Linked DNA regions of Mus musculus: region 1 is linked to region 2. The links are chromatin contacts, called in public Hi-C maps. All regions are on one chromosome and are shown on one strand. Each heading gives the region's core, a stretch centred on a gene start, on an enhancer-like site or on the middle of the called end of the contact. The rest is flanking DNA. Distances are from core to core; before and after follow the strand shown. Region 1 overlaps Ramp1 (receptor (calcitonin) activity modifying protein 1). Region 2 overlaps Gm35381 (a long non-coding RNA gene).

What was found. A called contact is a pair of places that touch in the nucleus more often than the background predicts.
Region 1: a contact with region 2 is called in a Hi-C map of cerebral cortex, with 2.6 times the contacts expected there. The contact joins two enhancer-like sites. A contact is called at or near these places in 5 of 39 promoter capture datasets (embryonic stem cells, liver, stem cell-derived epiblast-like cells and 1 more) and 1 of 484 Hi-C or Micro-C datasets (cerebral cortex).

What each region holds. Positions count from the first base shown.
Region 1 is chr1:91,205,255-91,211,620 of GRCm38.p6, forward strand. All of the region lies in intron 2 of Ramp1 (receptor (calcitonin) activity modifying protein 1), which reads left to right. Among named protein-coding and RNA genes, the nearest start is that of Ramp1, 29 kb to the left of the region's middle. Within about 2 kb of position 4,732, at least 78 of the 459 cell types and tissues checked have an H3K27ac peak or open chromatin away from gene starts, as enhancers often do. A contact at or near this core is called in cerebral cortex, where this site is marked.
Region 2 is chr1:90,901,900-90,908,031 of GRCm38.p6, forward strand. It overlaps Gm35381 (a long non-coding RNA gene), which reads right to left. Exons shown (of 6, transcript XR_387263.3): 2 at 1,835-2,339; 3 at 1,440-1,628; 4 at 969-1,170. Among named protein-coding and RNA genes, the nearest start is that of Gm35381, 4.2 kb to the right of the region's middle. Within about 2 kb of position 2,377, at least 41 of the 459 cell types and tissues checked have an H3K27ac peak or open chromatin away from gene starts, as enhancers often do. A contact at or near this core is called in cerebral cortex, where this site is marked.

The DNA.
Region 1 (6,366 bases), core at 3,482-5,981, 310 kb after region 2:
GGAAGCAGTTTCGGGCTGCAATGGCATTTCAGTTGGGATCAGCTAGCTGCACACTGAATGCCTGCCCCAAGGTGAGTCCCATCAAAGATTCTCAGAGCCAAAGGTCTGTGGAGCCAGCCTGCTTGGATAGGTGGGCAGGGGCAGGGGGGAGGGGGAGTAGAGCGGGCTATTTCCTTCCTTCACCCCCAGGGAGGTTATTGAAGGGGGTGGTGACAGCCATTCCTTTATGTCCAATAGCCACTGCATCGTTTTTTTGGTTTTTTTTGTTTGTTTGTTTTTGTTTTTTGTTTTTTTTTACTCCCCTTTGTCCCAATTCCTGGGCATCTTCCTTTTGGGGGATACAGGTAGGGGAGCAGCACCCCAAGGCATGGTGGCCAAGGCATGGTGGCCATTCCCGTGGGCTGTTGTCATTTCCACTTGCCTTGTTTTAAAACCTCAGAGGCAGGATGCTGCCATAGAATGTGTTCAAAAGTAAAAGTTCAGACCTGGGACACCACAACAGTCCCTACCACGTGGAAGGCAAGCAGGTGGAATGTATCCAGTGATGTAACTGGATACCACTTCCCTGTGGACACATTGTTTCCTGGCCCTGGCCCTGGCCCTGGCCCAGAACGCTCCTGAACCATCCAGGCTGTGCAGACTGAAACAGCCAGGTGCCCACACTGGGCTTCTGAGAGCCTTCTCCAGGGCTGCCTTCTGAGGCTCTGTGGTGAGCGAGACGAACACATACACCTGGTGCCGCATCTTGTGTGTTGTGGGGGATAGCTGGGTGGGCGGAGGTCATAGCTAGTGTCCCTCCACGTGCTCTGTCACTCCAACCATCCTCAGGCCAGAATTCAAAATCAACTCAAATCTCCCCACTTCATCCATTACTTGGTGGGCCTTTCTCAGGGGCAGGCAGCATGGAGCCTTAGTAATCCTCTGTGGGCGGTGCTCAGTGTGGCACCACAGAGCAACAACCTTCCCTGGGTATATTTTGAAGCTTCATTTTTCTCTTAAGGAACTTTTGGGACCTAAGCACTTCACCCAGTGAGCGCCGGTCCCTGCGCCGGGCAGCTCCATTTTCTGGACATAACAATGGGTATTAGAGTCTCCAATTCTAATACATTTAAGAATCATTTTCTGTCTTACTTTTCTATCAGGGATCTGCATGCGCACTCCCGCTCTGTTCTGGGCCTGCCACGGTGTGACCTGGTATTGTCAAGGCTACCGCCTAACTCTCATCACAGAATCTCGTTGGCTTCAGCTTCTGGTGATGCTTAGTCTCCTACTGACATTGGCAGGCGACATTTCAGCTGCTGGCTGCTGGCTCTCTGATGGTCCTCTGTGTTCCTGTTGTCAGTATTTCTCCTGCACGATTGCTGGGATTCACCTCCATGGTGGATGGCAATGGGTCTCCTTTCAAAGGCACCTATGGGGAAAGGGATGCGTTCTTTGCTCCCTCAGACACTCCACCTTTTGTCTTCTTAGGTGTTCCCCCTCTTTCTATACTGTTTCCCCCTATTGTTGAGATATAAATATGTTTTCTCTTCTTAAGTGAGACTGTAATATTGGTAAGCTATTTTTCACCCAGCCAACCCAGATGTGTGAAACACACACATTTGTATCCTTGTGTTTATTTTCTTGACAATCCATACAAGTTGTGTCCCTCTCCACAAAAGCAGCAATTTCTGATTCCAACCCTTCTCCCTCCCTTCCTCTCTCCCTACATCTCTCTTCCCCTCCCACTCACTCCTCACCACCTGCAGTTTTATGTTTTAAAATCCGCCCCTCCCTCAGTCTTCTCTATTTGGTTTGACTGTTTTACTGTGTCTCTCTTGTACAGTCATATCATCGAGTTGGCATCTCATCCTAGCAACCCTGGCTCTGATCTGGCTTTTGTTCGCTTTGCAGATGGGTTGTTAATTTACAAGTGTCTTATTATTTTTTTTAACACCCTCATTCCCTTCGGTACAGATTCTAAAAATTCAATCTATTATTAGAAATAAGCTGTGCGTTTAAGACATTCACAGAATTCAGATTGCCTAAGGTGCTTCCTGCCACCTTCACGTGACAGCTTGACAGGGTAACAAGTTTGCATGTTCCCTGAAGTTCCACTCCCTGGGTTCCATTGTTTTTGGTGTCAATGTTAGGTGAGAAGATGGAGCAATTACAGCTGATTGACTGGCTGGTTGATGGATATGTGGCTGGAAGTCTGACTTTCAGCTTAAAGTGTTGATGAAACCTTATGATGGTGGCTTCCCTTCAACTATGTGGACATCAGCCTGTGTAGCAACTCTTAGGTCTGGTCTTTGAAGGATGGATAGTGTCCTCACACTGTCAGTCATGGACTCTGCAAATCTAACACCTTCTTCCACCTCTTGCTCTTTGCAAGGACTGTGTCCCACCCATCCTTTGACCACATTTACACCCTTTTTTACTCCTGGCCGCTACACCCTCTCTCTGGCTGCATTCTTCTAGAAGGTCTGTTTTTACTTCTGGCCTTTCACTTTGTAAAAAACATTTCCTGGTTGGATGTTGCAATGACTGTCAGCTGACACCATGGTGCCAAGAGCTAACCTTTGCCACTCCCTAGGTCTGAGGATAATTTCCCTCAGCAGACCAGAGTGCTACCATTGCTGTCACATGGAACCAGGCCTGGCCACCTGGAGCACTGACACAGTGGAAGTTCTGCCTGGCCTTTATGACTCCACGATCCAAGGGGTGGCAGCATTTCAAAAGACTCCTTCCTGAGACACAGCCAAGTGGAAGGTGCAAGCAGAGCCTGGTGCCTGCATCGAGGCCAATTGTGGATAAAGAACATGGATGGGCACCTGAGTCCCCTTCTGCAGCTGGCCCTGGGTGGGAGTAAACCCCCCAAGCCAGATGAGTCTGAGGCTCTGTAGGTTTTGGTATATAGCAGCTCTTCTATGACCCAGGCTTACAACCAGGATGGTTTTGAATAAAGGAGATATTCCTTGAAGCTGTTGGCTTCTCCCTTCCAGTGGGGACAGTAGCTGCCACACCGTGCCTAACATGTTCAAAGACTGAACAGACCTTTGCAGGAGCTGAGGTCCCAGTGTGGCATGGCTATTATCCCCTTTGGAGAGGGTATCCGTTGACAAGTTAGTTAAGGGTCTAAGTATTTGAGAGAAGGCTTTAAGACAAGTGATTGACTCTGCTCAGTAGTTATTTGCTGGGAATGTGACAGGCACGAGGCCAGTGGTGCTGACCACCAAGGACTAAGCAGGACAGGGCCTTCTTTGCCCTCCTAGAGCTGTATCCCCTTAAAGGAACCCATGTTCTTCCTTGGGGTCTAACCCAATAGCAGGTAGGAATGGACATCACTCCTAACCAGCATCCAGCATGCCACCAGCCTCCTGCCTGGAACAATGTCAAGACAGGAAGTTAAAGTACACAGAGAAGCCATGGCCACTGTCCCTTCTTCAGGGAGCTTCAACTTCAAGTCCCTTCCTATTTCTCTCAGGCATAACTTCCTCCCTGTCTCATGTCCCAGATTTCAACCAGAGTCAAGGACAGTCCCTCCATCCATCCAGTTAGTAAGGCTTCCTGCAGTGACAGCGAGCACCGGGAGGTTCCTGCCTCAATGCTTCCCATTCTCGCTATAGATCGACAACTCTTGATGCACATCCTGTCCCATGTCCTTCACACTGGTCTGGCATCTTACACACCTGACAATGGTCGCTTCTTACATCTGTGGTGGCCAATTCGGTGCCAAGTCCTGGGACAAATGATCTCACCTGCTGGCATGTCTCAGTGACCCTCGAATTAGCAAGAGGCAGAAGGCTGCGTCACAAGTAGCATTCAGGGGCATTCCCAGGAAGCAGGGATCCTCAGTGGAGGTTGTCAGTACAAGCTGCTGGCAACCACCTGGACCCACTTAAAGCTGCAAATATGGAGGCTTTGTGAACAGTAACTTGCTATTGCAAAGTCGCATTGAGAGTGGACACTACAGGAGTAGAATGTTCCAGATCCTTCCCTTCTCTAGTCCCTTGAAAGAGGTTGGGCTAGGACAGGAGGGCCATATGTGGTACAGTGAGTTGGTAACCTGTGTGATGAGTTGTCCCATGCAGGGGTACAGCAGGGAGGACAGCTCAAGGACACATTCAGGAAGCCCGGCAGATAGGCCCTGTAAGTCTGCTGGCTGCTATTAGAGTCACAGTTTCTTGGGAAGAAAGGGATGGGGAGAGGCAAGCTTTGGATAGCTGCCTGGAAGCTGGGGTGGAGGGTAGACTGGAGGAGACAGCCCCCTCCTTCCAGCTACCATTGCGTGCTTTGTAAGGACAACAGCAACCCTGGATGGCAGCATCCAAATATAGCATCCCGGCTGTCACGCCTAATCCCAGGCTTGGACAAAGGCATGTCCCCAAGAGTGTGGGAGCTGTTGGGCCTTACCCTGTCTGCGTATACCCTACCCTCACTAAGCTGGAGTCAAGGTCAGCGTCTCTTGGCTACACAGAGGGTCCCCATGAGAGGGTCCCTGGAGATCTCTGGTAGATCACACTCAATCCACATGTTCCCTGTGCCTCAGTAGTCAGCCACTGTGCCCTGTGTCCTCAGCCCCCAGGGCTGGGCTCACTGACATAGAACAAGCCCCCGTCCAGACCCTGATGCCAGCACTAGCAAAAAATTCTGTGACTTTGCCTCGGATGCTTGCTGAATGTTAACACTGCCTCATCTCAAAGCCCCAGGAGCTGGTGCCTGACCAGGCCTGTTCTCAGAAGTGGCATTGTGCCCACCCTCCTGGTGGGGCCTCTCCGTGGGGAGCTGGCTTGGCAGCGATGGGTTGCATCTGTGCCAGAGCCAGCTGCATGTGGGGCCAGTGATGGATTTAGAAACTTCTCTTCCTCCCGGCCTGGCAGAGGTGCCCAGACTTCTCTCTGGCCCGGAACCTGAAGAGTGGGAATGGTGGAGAAAGGAGGACAGAGGGACACGGTGCCAGGACAGAGGAGACTTCTCAGGAGAGAGAGGAAGGAGCTGCAGGGATGGGAGATGAAAAGTCTTCTGGCTCATCCAGCTCTGCACTCGCCCTCTGTGATCTCTCTATAGGATTCCTCACCAAGTACCCTGGTCTGTGGAGGGAACACATATGCCCACTGTCACAAGGCTAGCCCACTGTGATAGCAGGGTACCATGGTTTCCTGCCCTCTGAAAAGCAAGCAAGCCTTCAGCCATCTTAGGCTTATCATGCGTGCACAAGCCAGCCATAAGAGACTGTAACCTAAAGCCTCATTTCATATGCCTTTAGTTAACATGAGATGTCTATGGATTCCAAGTGGTGGGGACTTGGCCTGACCTGTCTTGGTCTCAGTAGCCCCCCTGGATCCTGACATCTGCCTTGTTCCACATTCCCCCATTGCCATGGAACCTGCTTCTCTGCAGGCTGGTCTTAGCTATGGAAGTCTGAGAGGTCATCAAGGTTCAGGAGAGGAGCAAATATTTAAGCTACGACCAGCCATTAGCCAGAGGAGCCCCAGGCCTGGGTTTGGGCTGGAGTGTGTGGCATTATTGTACCCCACTCTCCTACAAGCTCGGTCTCAATCCCCAGAAATGTTAAGAACAAATTGCAGGCTCTCTGGACTGTAGCAGTCCCCTTGGCTGGGCATTTCTCTCTCTGGGAGCAGTGGAGGCTGTCCTGGGCTCTGCTCGGTGGCACTCCCTCTTAGCTCTGGGACCATTATCCCAGATGGCCATGTAGGAGTGGGGATTCCATCACAGCTCAGCAGTCATGCAGATGACATCACTTGTGGAGATGGATAACAGCAAACTCTGTTAACCGAGCAAGACCAGGGCCCTGTGAAGAAGAGGGATACCCTTCTCCAAGCAATGTGGCCCACAGATGTGTCAAACTACCCCTCTGAGAAACACATTCCCGATGTCTCCTCACCTCCACCCCCCACCCTCAGATCTTCCTTCTCCTGGGATCAAAGAGAGAGTCCCAGCTCTGACTGTACAGGGTGTGGGCTGCATTTCCCATAGGTTGGTGAGTTGAGGACTCACCACTGCAGACCAGGTGCTCACACAGAAACCAGGCTTCCCCAGGGATCCTCTGCCTAGGTCTGAAGGCTGTAGTGAGTGGTGCCCTCTGGTGGGCACTGGAATCTCAGCTGCCATTTTTATCATTGTTCTCTGGGCCTCTGAGTGCTTGCATGCATTGGGCATCCACAATGCAGCAGGGAGTCTCCTTCTTGCCACCCAGATCCTCCCAGAATTCCTTCTCCCATCTTTGTTCCAATTTTTGGCTTTGAGAAGAGAGAAGAGATGCCCAGTGGTGGTCAGCGAGTGTCGTGTGTGCACACGAGTGAGGGAAGTGACTTGAGACTGCAGAGGTACTATACCAGGCCTGTAGTGCTGTCGCTGGTTGCT
Region 2 (6,132 bases), core at 1,127-3,626:
AGCAAAGGCAATGAGACAGGATCAGTAACTCTGGCAATCAACCTAAGGATGGGGGCTGCAATGGAAGCTGGGGGTGGTTCAAATAAAAATGGCTACCATAGGCCCAAAAGAGGTGTGAGGCCTTGTTGGAGGAAGTGCACCGCTAGGGGTTGGCCTTTAGGTTCTCAGAAGCTCAAGCCAGGTCTAGCGGCTCACAGTCTTCCTTCCTGCTGCCTGCCGATCCAGATGTAGAACTCTCCAGCACCATGTTTGCTTGCACACTGCCATGCTTCCTGCCAGGATGATAATGAACTGAACCTCCTAACTATAAGCCAGCCCCAGTGAAATGTTTCCCTTTGTAAGAGTTGCTGTGGTCATGATGTCTGCTCACAGCAATGGAAACCTTAACTATGCCAGGAGGAGAATGCACTCAGTCTTTGAGGCTGTAGGCATAGAGTGTTTGGTTTTGTGTCATAGGAAGCTTTTCAAAGCAACCCAAGTGCTTAGCTTTGCAGCTGCTACTGCGGAGAACATGCAGAATAGGACCCTGCTTCTAAGGAAACCATGTCAAAGTTGTAAGCAAATAGATTGGTCCCTCAGATAAGGCAAATGTCAAAATGAATCATGGGTTAGCCTGTCCCAACGGAAACAGCTGTGAGATAGCCAGAGCTCTCGAGGTAAGTGGCTGAGTCTAGCATTCCAAGTCCAGATGTCTCCAGAAACCAGTGGGGAGCAGCAGTGGTGGCTGCAGGACAATGTGGAGGGCACTGTGAGCTAGGTCATGGTCACCCAACCACAGCAAGGAAGTCACAACGCCCTAAGCCTGTCGGACATGTGTATGTTACGAAGCTTTTCTCCCCTCCTCCTCCCCTTCTTCTCTCTCCCTCCCTCAATCCTCCCCACCTCCACCCCTTGCCACCTACCTCTCTCCAGGGTCTCATTATGTCCCCAGACTGTCCCTAAACTTTTGGGCTCAACAGCCCTCCTACCTCAGCCAACCAAGTAGCTGGGCATGCCCAGGGTCAGATGTTTTAAACTTGAGAGGCTCACTCGGGAGTTGTAAGACAGGATAAGCCACAGACGGTAGATCGTGAAGGGAAGCCTGCCAGGGGCACAAGCCTCCATCCCCACCAAGATGGCAGCCTGGGCAGGATGCTGTAGATGGGGGTCCCATCATCTTGATGGCTGACTCTGCATGGATAAAGAGGAGGCTGTTTGGTTGTGTTCTGGGAAGAAGTAAGGCAGGCAGAATCTTGCCTGTGTCTTTCACTAAAGATGAGCATTCCAGTTAAAGGTTTGGGGCTCCCCTCTCCCCCGTTTTGAGATGTTTCTCATGTCCAAGCATAGAGCAGAGTGAAGAGAGCCATGGAGAAACACCTCCTGTCCTCCTCTGGTTTCAGTGTGGACATTGCACATTGCCATCTCTATCCAGGACTACCTCTGGACTGTGTGCCACTAACCTTATGCAGAATCCTGGGAGGTTCTAGTGTATTAGCAGGATGAGAAACTGGGAGGCGTCCTGATCACTGGGATTCACTTAGATTCACATCTGGGCTTCCCTTCCCATGCTTGGCAGTGACGGATAACTGTTCCCAAACCATTGTCTTCTAACTTCTGGGTGGCTCAGTCACACAGGCACTAGAGAAGGTCTGGGGAAGACCAGTGAAGAAGACTCTGTCTGACTCTCTTTCTCTCTCTCCCTCCCTCCCTCTCTCTCCCTCCCTCCCTCCCTCTCTCTCCCTTTCCCTCCCCCCCTGCCTCTTGTGCATGTGTATTATCTGTCTGTCCTTCCCTCCTCTCTCCCCTCCCCTCCTCCACTTTGGATACCACCTCCTTCCACACCACATGGAAATACCTCTGCATCTTGGGCCTCCAGCTGACCTGCTGGGTCATGTTTTATTGTTCCATTCAGACCTTGGCTACAAAGAGTATCTAATGGGCAGATGGTTTTGGTCTTTGGGGAGGCACAGCAGAGGCAGATAACGCTGGCAGAGATTGCAGTGGGCAAAGCCCACAAGAGAAGAAAAAAGCTGGTATAGAGAGAGAAGGCTTCTGATGGCATGGAGCCTGGCCCTGGAGAGAGAGTCTCAGCCCATGATGCTATGTGAGCTAAGCAAGCAGTCCTGCGGAGGAGTGCACTGGGCAGAAGCACCAGACTCTGTCTGCTCTGTCTGGTCCCAGAGTTTCCAGAGAAGTATGGAGTTGCCTGCAGAAAGGGCTAAGGCTCACACACCACAAAAGATGCTGAGGGTGCTGAAGCAGAGGCTGCCAGCCAACTCCCGCCTCCAGCTTTCCAGCATGTTCCTTTGGAAGAAAGATCTAAGTGGTGTTCCGCCATATCCGCCTCAGCAGACTCATCCCTGGGGGGAAGAAAGAGCTTAAGTCACACACATCTTGCTTCCATCCTGAAGGAACTTCGTGTGAGTAAGAAATGAACAAGAGGGGGGGGTGGGAGCTCACCCCAGGACACTGATGTATATAATTCCAGTGCCAGAAGTCTCTTGGCTGTGGAAGTTTTTAAATAGCTGATGAGCCGCACGAGACCACAGCGGATGGGATTGTTAGGGCCCAGCTGGGATGAGTTAAATTATCTACACAGGACAGAGAAATACTTGAAGCAATAAATCTCCAGCAGTTGTCCATGGAACATGGGAAAGTTTCCTATAAAATTACCATCAGTTACCTGTTCCAGCACTGAGCCAAAACCTCCCACTTGGATTTTGGATAAACTATTCTTCCCACGTAGATATTATTCACATACAGCAAGATGCACTGCTTGAAATGTCTAGCTCAGTGAATCCCGACCCTCTTGTATGTGAGTCTAGTGAATATGTTAAAACACATAGCCACCACCTCAGCAAGAGGCAAGGCACTTCCTTCAACCTAGGAGATGCTTGCAATTCTGTGGCAGCCATTCTTGACCCTGAGCCCAGGCAGCCATGTATCTAAGCTGTAAGCCTGTAAGACTCAGGTTCACAGAACCATCCTCTATAGCGCTTTGTGTCTCCTTCACATGGGACAATGTAGGTGGCGCTCACAAAGCTGCTCTGCAAGCCCGCAGTTTACTCTTTCTATTGCAACATAGGCTCCATGATAAGCATGCGTGACAGCGTGCTTCCCTACTTACTTGTAGACCATCTCTTGCTGGGTTTCCACAGACATTTTGTGCACAAGCTCATTTCTCTCAGAACCCCCCTACATTTTAACTTTCTTACATTGTAACATTTTTTTTTTTTTTTTTTACTTTGAGGTAATTGTCAACTCACATGTGGTAAATAGCAGAAATCAATGCACTTTTGGCTTAGGTTCTCTAATCTTACATAATACACAGCTCTGTGTGTGTGTTGTGTGTGTGTATGTGTGTGTGTAAGAGAGAGAGACTAGGTATATGTGTCAGTGTCTGAGTATCTGTGTGCGTGTGTGTGTGTGTGTGTGTGTGTGTGTGTGTGAGAGAGAGAGAGAGAGAGAGAGAGAGAGAGAGAGACTGGGTATATGTGTCCATGTCTGAGTATCTGTGTGCGTGTGTGTGTGTGTGTGTGTGTGTGTGTGTGTGTGTGAGAGAGAGAGAGAGAGAGAGAGAGAGAGACTGGGTATCTTATGCATCAGTCTCTGAGTATCTGTGTGCATCTACGTGTGTGCATGTGGGGGGGGTGGAGGGGGGGTGTTTCTGTACCTGTGTGTTTGTGTGCGTGTGTGCATGCACACACATGTTGAGTTCTTAGTGGTTTTTACTGCAGGTACAATTCATGTGAACGCCACCTGAGTCAAGACCCAGATCACAAAGATCCTTCAAGGAGCCATATTGCCACAGCACCTCCATTCTTTCCCGTTCGTAGCACAGGCAGCTCTACAAACCTCCCTGTCATGGTTGGGGTTACTATTGCTATGCAGAAACACCTTGACCAAAGGCAATTTGGGAGGAAAGGATTGATTTTGCTCACAGTTCCATATAAAACAGCTCTTTATCAAAAGGAGTGAGGGCAGGAACTCACACAGGGTTGGAACCTGGATTCAGGATCTAATGCAGGCCGTAGGGGTCGGGGCTGCTTACAGGGTTGCTCCTTAGAGCTTGCTCAGTCTGCTTTCCTATAGAATCCAGGGATGGAATCAGCAACAATGGGCTGGGCCCTCCCCCAATCAATCACTAATTAAGAAATTGCCTCACAAGCTTGCCTACCACCCAGATCTTCTGGGGGCCATTTTCCTAATTGGAGTTCCCTTCTCTCAGATGACTTCAGCTTGTGTCAAGTTGACATAAAGCACCAGGACACTCGGTAAATGTTTCACTCCCTGAAGGGAACCATGACCCATGGATCTATCCTGCCATAGCACTTCATATTGATTCCTGTGGCCCTAACCCCTAACATTGTAACCTGCTCATTTATAAAAAGGCAACACTTTTGAAAATGAAGCCCAAGTTAGAATCAAGAAGGTAGCAACAGCTGAACCCAGCCATGATGGAAGACAACAGGGATGGGACATTGAATCTTTGAGAGAAACAGAGATCTTAGTGGGATTCCCACCTACCACAGGATGCAAAGGTGGGGCTATCATCACAGGGGCTGGACACCTGGCTCCATGGGTGGAAGTTTCACTAGCAGACATTAATTGCTACTAGGTCCCTTGGGCCCTTAGAGCCCACGCAGTAACCCAAACTAGCCAGAAGAGGGCACCAGATGCCTGAAGCAACCATCCATCCTGCTCAGGGAGACTTGTCAGTTAAGCCCTGCACCAGGGAAACCTGTAGGCAGGGACCACTAAGGCTGTTGGCCCTGAAGCCCTGGCTCTCTCCACCTCCTTCCTCTAGGGGTAATCAGGAATCTGGTGAGGTAAAGGGCGTGTTTGGTTGCAGGGTAGAAAACAGAAGTGAAGGATGGTTGAAATACGTATCCCAGATGAGGATGCCTGTTGCCTGGACCAGGAAAGGAAAGGGCATCTCAAAAGGCAGAGTCCAAGGGACTTCTGGTGTCTGAAGGAGTTCAGGTGGCTCCGTCCGAGAGACTAGCTCAGCATCACTAAATCAATGGCCTCCAGCCACTCAGAGACCTCAGTAGCCTGGTGGCCTTTAAGGAGATACTGTGAAGCAAAATGACACAAAAGTCTTGCTTGCCTCAGACTGCCCCACCATGCACTGCCCAGGGCCCTTTTGTAACGTCACCACCTCCCTGAACCTCAGGCCCTCCTCTGTCATCACAGTATATCGGAAGCACCACTTGCCCACAGGCCAGCTGTAGAGACTGGCTCGGGTCACAGAAAGGATGCCTCCTGCAGAGCCTCATATAGTCTAAGGCTTATAGCATTCCCATGTCATCCGAAGCCAGTGTTAAGCATCATGAGCAGGGGAGCAGCTCTCAGCTGGGGCTGCAAAACAGAATGGGCTTGGCATGATGCCCAGGTGGCTGGCACCCCCCTCCCACACTCTCTAGACCATCTCCCAAAGTTCAAGGTCCCTTTTCCACTGCTAAAGGGGAGGCCTTTCTCCTAGGATTAATAACTGCCCGGGTGCACAGATATGCTACCCAGAACTCACCTGACTTAGGAGTGACAGCAGAAGCTGGGGGCTCTTTTGACTTACTCAACAGCCATTGCTGAGGCCAGACATGGACGCTGAGAGTGTAACTGTAACTGCATGGTGCTGGGGGTGCACTGAAAATCCCCTTAGTCTCAACCTCTTCCTCCAAAATGCTAAGAGCCCACGCAGCCTGTGGCATAGGTGCCCTAGAATAGAGTTGACAGCTGCTCACACCATTGCTATGCTCTGGAGCACAAGGCTGGGTCCTCGCAGCCCTAACAAGCCAGGCTCTGCCATTGCTCACCAATTGGCTGTTTATCGAGACACTTAATAATGTAAGGCATAAAAGAAGATTCACTCCGGGTGACCACACTGGGAGGGATGGAGAGATCAAGAAGTTTAGTGGCCCCTGAAAGTCCAGCCTGAGGTGCTGGCATGAGATGCAGGTTTAAGCGGAGAGCTAGAAACGCACATAACTAAGCAGCCTCCATCAAGGTGGGCCATCGTCCTCTGGGCTCCAGTCTCCTGGAAGGTGTTCTGAGTTCAAACTGAAATCTCTTCCTGGGAGACAAGCTCCTCCTCTGGCTGGCACTGGGGTCCTAGCCTTTTGCTTTACTAAGTATGAGATTCCCAAGAAAACT